Regions from separate parts of the Callithrix jacchus genome. Here region 2 is linked to region 1. A link is a contact called in public Hi-C data. All regions are on one chromosome and are shown on one strand. Each heading gives the region's core, a stretch centred on a gene start, on an enhancer-like site or on the middle of the called end of the contact. The rest is flanking DNA. Distances are from core to core; before and after follow the strand shown.

The links. A called contact is a pair of places that touch in the nucleus more often than the background predicts.
Region 2: a Hi-C map of skeletal muscle shows a contact between it and region 1, with 3 times the contacts expected there. The contact joins two enhancer-like sites. A contact is called at or near these places in 2 of 3 Hi-C or Micro-C datasets (induced pluripotent stem cells and skeletal muscle).

The regions. Positions count from the first base shown.
Region 1 is chr17:54,639,208-54,642,418 of calJac240_pri, reverse strand. All of the region lies in intron 1 of ANKRD28 (ankyrin repeat domain 28), which reads left to right. Among named protein-coding and RNA genes, the nearest start is that of ANKRD28, 31 kb to the left of the region's middle. Within about 2 kb of position 1,703, at least 1 of the 16 cell types and tissues checked has an H3K27ac peak or open chromatin away from gene starts, as enhancers often do. A contact at or near this core is called in skeletal muscle, where this site is marked.
Region 2 is chr17:54,814,472-54,817,682 of calJac240_pri, reverse strand. No RefSeq gene overlaps it. Among named protein-coding and RNA genes, the nearest start is that of GALNT15, 140 kb to the left of the region's middle. Within about 2 kb of position 1,707, at least 1 of the 16 cell types and tissues checked has an H3K27ac peak or open chromatin away from gene starts, as enhancers often do. A contact at or near this core is called in skeletal muscle, where this site is marked.

The DNA.
Region 1 (3,211 bases), core at 454-2,953:
CTAATCTTGAGCTTAAAGATTCCCAAAGACTAGGGAGAGACACTTTTGCTCAGCACTCCTACACATAAGGAATTTTAAATTTAGGCATATAATTATGTCATGGGCTTTCTAAATACTAAAATGCAAAATGATATTTTCACTCACCACATTTAACTTTGAATATATTTCTGCTAATACTGCTGAGAATGCAGAGAAATTGGTTCTAGTATTCTGTATTTCCCTGTAGCACTATCTGAAGTGATCTTATTTGTCTGTATGTTTATGAAATGTCTCCCTCTACTGGAACGTGAGTTCTTCAAGGGAAAATAAGATGTCTTATTTACTGCTGTTATCTCCAGCACCTGTAACAATGCTTTGGCATATAGTGAACACTCAGTTGCTGGATAATGAATTCTGATTGTGTCTATATAGGACCTGGCATCCATGTTTTTAAAAACTACTTAAGGTTATTTTGATGTATACTCCCAAGGTTGAAGAATAGTAGTCTATCTTCCCTCTGTGGTGTGCATGAGATACAGAAGATATATATTATCCTTTTAAGAAGATCGTTCTCTTGAAATTGGTAATCTGACTGAGTTCCCCAGAAGGAAGAGTTTTTTAGTTTACCACTGTTATCCAGTTTTTTTTTGAAGGTAGAACTTAGAACGTGCACTTGCTTTCCATCAAATAATTAACAGGAAAGGTGGGAAGATAGAGCTAAAAATGAACTTACTCCTTGTTTTGTAAAAGAAAAGGGAAGGTCAGACTTCGTAGATGAGTTTCCTAAAACAGTGATTTTTAATATTGAGGGGAGGGTGATTCTGCTTCTCAGGGGAATTTGTCAATGTCTGTAGATACTTTTTGTTGTTACCACTGGGAGGGATGGAAGGATACTATTGGCACCTATTGGACAGAGGCCAGGGATGATGCTAAACATCCTTTAGTAGACAGGACATTCCTCCATAACAAAGAATCATTTGGTCTGAAATGTCAATATTTCAAAGATGGAGAATCCCTGCTCCAAAACAAGCTGCTTGGAGAAGAGACCGGTAGTTTTGTGGAGTTTGGATCTGGCACATATGCACAGTAGGCTTTGGAGCCAAACAATGTCTTGTGTAAAGAAACATGTAGGTGGGGATTGGCTTTTATTATATATACTCAGGAGTTTGATCTTGACCAACCTTGTTTAGTTTGGGGGAGATTGTTTACTCTCAGATTTTATAATTTGCTTAAAAGGGCTCACAGAACTCAGCAAAGCAGTTAAATTCATGGTATGATTTATTACATTAAAGGAATACAGTTTAAAACCAGCAATGGGTAAAAGTGCATAGGATAAAGGTCCAGAAGAGTTTCAGGCACGAACTTCCAGGTGTCCTCTCCCAATGGAGTTGTGCAGACAGTGCTTGCTTCTCCCAGCAACAATATATGGTGTATTGCCAACAATCAAGGAGTATTGCCAACCAGGGCCACCCACCTGAAGTTTGCTGTCCAGAGTTTTTATTGAGAAGTCAGTCACAACTGTGTGGTCACAGTTGACCACACCTGTGGCTGATGTTAGTGTCCATCTCCTCCAGAGGTCAAGCTGATACTGCGTGACTTAAAGCCCACCAAAAATCATATTGTTAAGGCTATCTGGCATGGAAAAAGGCCCCCAGGTAAACAATGACTCTTCATCAAGCAGGACATTCCAAGGGCTTAGTGGTTACCTTCCAGGAGCTGAGCAAGAGCCAAACCTTTCTTTGGCCAAAATTACTGCAGCAATCCCCAACCTTTTTAGCACCAGGGACCAGTTTCATGGAAGACAGTTTTTCCGTGGATGGGGGCGGTGGGGGTAGGATGGTTTGGGGATGAAACTATTCCACTACAGATCATCAGGCATTAGTTAGTCTCATAAAGAACACACAACCTAGATCCGTCACATGTGCAATTCAAAATAGGATTCACAGTCCTATGAGAATTTAATGCTGCACTGCTCTGACAGGAGGCAGGATTCAGATGGTAATGCATGCTTGCTCACTGTCTGCTGTCCAGCCCAGTTTCTAACAGGCCCAACGGCTAGTGGTCCTAGGCCCAGGGGTTTGAGACCCTGGTCTAAGAGACTTTTCAAAGTGTGGTCCATGAACCCCTGGGAGTCCCTAAGGTCAAAACTGTTCTCAATAATAATAATAATAAATAATAATAATAAAATGTTATATGCCTTTTTTACTTTGACATTTGGACTAATAGTACAAAAGTAATGGTATCTACTATGTATTATGAATCAAGTTAGTGGCACCAGACTAGTAGTCTGTGGTTTTCACTGCCCTGATCATAGTTAAGGAGAGAAAAGCCTATTTCCCTTAAGACTGTTTTTAAGTGTTAGTTACTTATATTACACTTGACCATGGGGTATCTGTATGATAAAATGAGTATATACTGCACAGGAAAAATGCTTATGTGATTGAGTTGCTAACTGGACTAGTCTTTTTTTTTTAAAAAAAATAGAATACCTTTTTACTTGAAAAACAACTAACATTATGCTTATTCAGATTAGACTCTTTGGCAAACCTTTTATTGAAAATATTTCTTGAAAAGGAACAAAGTAAATTCATCACTTCAAGGAAAGCAACTCTCAATATTTGTTACAGATGGTGAAAATTTGACCTTCCAAGCAAAAATTATAATTTAGGTAGCCACCTTGAGCTTGATATTTCAGGCAACATGTAGGAAAACCGTAATGAAAATTATTTAGAGGAAAAGAGACTCTCTGCAAATGTTTTCTTATCTATATAAGAAAAATCCTTAATCAGGATTACCTTGATTTAGAGTCTTGGCCTTTATTACGTCTTTATAAAGAGTAAGCTTTACCATACATAAAGACTTTTCTGGTGGCATTGGTAGAATATTAATAAATGTGACTTTTGATATTGTATATCATGAAATCTGTCAGTAATTGAAAACCTGCCTAACCAGGGAACCAGCATTTTCCAAATGACTGATGCATGATATTGTAAAATCACACATGGGTAAAAAGATCCATTCAAAGTGCAGTTAGACCAATGGATTTTAATGTGAAAAAAGTAGTAAAAGCTTATTGATACAGCTTCATAATTTACATTATAGCTAACTTGTAAGAGCTATCATTTGTCAATCTTTGATGTAATATCAAAGATTATCCACAAGTACCTAAAAATTTGCTACCATGAGTATAGATTTTCTTCATATACTTGAACCACAATAACTTATTGCAGCA
Region 2 (3,211 bases), core at 458-2,957, 180 kb before region 1:
AGAGATGTGCAATAGGCCAGACTCAGAGCTGAGCCCAGCCACCAACTGAACGCAGCCAAATAAATGATCCCAGCTGACACCACCTGCAACAGGAAGACCACCCAGCCAAGCCCTGAATTTGTAACCTACACAATTATAAGCCAACTAAATGGATTCTGAAGTCCTGACCCATGGAACTGCAGGCAAATTAAATGGTTGTTGTCTTAACCAAATAAGTTGTGGGGTAATTTATTATGCAGCAGGTAAGTACTGCAGGTTACTGTAGTGTTTCGTGATAGAGAACCTGATGGAAACTAATCTCGATAATGACTCATAACCCCCTTAGATAAATTAAAAATAAAATCATCAGCAGTCTGAGTGAGAAGCAACAGAAAGGGAATTCAGAGATAATGACTCAGTTAATCTGTCTCTTTTTAAAAAAGGAGTTTTCTATTTGGTTTCCCAGAGCTCCCTGTTATGAAGGGGGCACTGGCTTTCTTAATAGCAGCTCACATGAATAAGCCAATGTTTCTATATTCCTTCTCCTCAACTGCACCTCCCTCTCCCTGTCTCCACTACCACCACCAACAATTCCTTGCTTGAGAGTTATTCTGTAAGTTTTGACACATTAATATAATATCATTCAAACAAAAGTGCATTTTCAATAAAATGCATTAACTGAAAGACCACATTTTAGAGTTTCCACATGGCTTTTTTGACCTTGATGAAAAAGTAAATTCAGAAAATCCCAACACTATCTGCCTACTCAGCTCTACAGTGGACTCCCTGGAACTTTCCCCACTGAGTCCAGTCGTCAACGAAAGGGAAGCAAGGATTAGGTGACAAATGTGGCTTCTAGCATGGAGGAAACTGGTGTCTACTCCCAAATGCCTCAATAATATTTGTGACTTAGAGTCAGCCTCAGATTCCTTGTCTTAAATGGAGTACACTTCATTCAACAAATATTTGAGCTCCTATTATGTGCCATGCACTATTCCAGACAAAACAGGCACAAAAGACAAAAATGTATGTCCTCTTACTGCTTACATTTCTACTTGGGAGGGACAAACTATAAATATAATAAATATATAAATTATATGTTATGCTAGAAGATGATACATTCTATGAAAAGAATAGAACAGGGTGAGAAGGAACAGCAAGAGAGAGGAAGAAGGCAGTTGCAGCACTGCATAGCACCATACGTGAGAAGGTCATGCTTGCACAGACATGGAGAAGGTCATGCTTGCACAGACATGAAGGAGGTGAGGGAATGAGCCACATGGATATCTGGGGGAGAGTATGGTTGGCAGATGAAACAATGAGGGGAAAGGCCTTGAGGTGAGACGTGTTTGATAAGTTCAAGGAACAACAAGGTTATTGCATCTGTTGAGGACGGAGGGAGGGAGTGAATAGTAGGAAATCAGATACATAAAGGGCCGGGGGGGTAGAAGCTCATCATGTAGAGCCTTTAGACACTGGCAGGCTTTGGCTTTACCTCTGATTACGGGAGAGCCACTGGAGAGTTCTGAGCAAAAGAATGACATATTCTGATTTACTTTTTAACAGGATCCCTCTAGCCTCTGAATTAAGAATAGATTTGCATGGGGCAAGGACAAAAGCAGAGTCTAGTTCAACAGTCCAGGAAAGAGACAATGATCTAGGCTTGATTTCCTTTTCTTATTGTGGGCTCTCTTGAGTCGATGGCAAATAAAATTAAAACTTGAGGGAAAGGACAAGGGAAAGGTAAATAATTTTTCCTGTTTTGTTTGACATGTCTACCCTGTGCTGGGCTGTGGCTGGAGGCTGGACGGGTTCCAGCTGACCTTTCTTTGGGGTTCTGACTGACGGGATGGAGGTGGAGAAAGGAAAACCGTTTGCTTGCTTCCAGGCTTGCTTGTTGGCAACTGCTCATCTTAGAGAAGTGGCTGGCGGCTGAGGGAAACCTGACCCTTGGCTGGATGTGTATTTTAGGGAGATGGGTGACTGTGCACTTTTTGAACAAGAAACTCAGCCAGCCCATCAATAATGACTGGATTTTAAAGACTGCAAATACTTCTTGACTAAGAGGGCTGGTATCCAGGTCCCTCCAAAAGGGTATGGGGAGGAGCCTGCAGTCAAGGCACATGGGAGGATCTTGGAGTGGGAGGATGCATGGGCTGTAAGTTCTCCTGGGCTTCTGATGTTCCATTGTCAGTTCCCTCACACACGATGCATGGAAAATCCAGGGCCTGCCACATTCAAGGAAGGACTCAATGAACATTATAAAGGGAACAGGAAGGACTGGCCACTGTGCATCACTCAAGACACACATCAAATACAGGGAATGACATAATTACCAGTTATAATGATATAATTACCAATTATAATGATATAATTGACTTGTCTTGTTCCTCTAAACATATGGAACCCCCAGACAAATCTACTCCATCAAGGGCTTTTGTAGGTTGTGGTTTTGGAAATCAAAGCTTACTGTATTTTACATAGACCTTTAGGAACCCTAAGAAAATTTAAATTTTAAAAGATGATGCACAGTATTGACTATTGAGCCTTTTCTAAGTAAGTGACTTCCTTCTTTTCTTTTTCTCTTCCCCACCCACTGCCTTCAAGACTCTTACTGTTTCTTTTAACCAACACCTGTTGGGTACCTCCTATGTACCAAACATGGAACTCAGCTCCAGATGTTCAGAACTGAGTTGTTCAAAGCCCTTGTCCTTCCACTGTGTTTGTTCTAGGAAGTAGAGGAAAATTCACAGAACCCTAATGCATTGTGAAGAAGGGCTGTGACAAAGGACCCCAAAGAAGGGATAGATTCATCCCCGAACTCGGTCTTGGAGGGTGAGATAAAGAGGGAAGTATATTCATGGCAGAGTAAATAATAGCTAATAGTTACAACTGGCCCTCCCTCCTAAAATATGTGCAAATGAATATATACTTCTGTAAATTATACTGATAGAATGTGTACACGATTTATAAAAAATAATGAAATATATAACACTCATTATTGCAAATTCCATTTAGCCAATTAAGTCTCACAAAATGCTTTGAATGATTTTGCTGAACTCTTGTATCCATAGCCAATCTACAGCTGCAACTGACGAATGTATCTGTGAGAGATATGTTGATCCTTTCATTCACATTAATAAGATAAAAGTGAGACAAAAATGTATATCAGAACTTCACTCACTAGTCAACGACATGAGTAACTACAACTAGTTTGCTGAATTAGGTAATA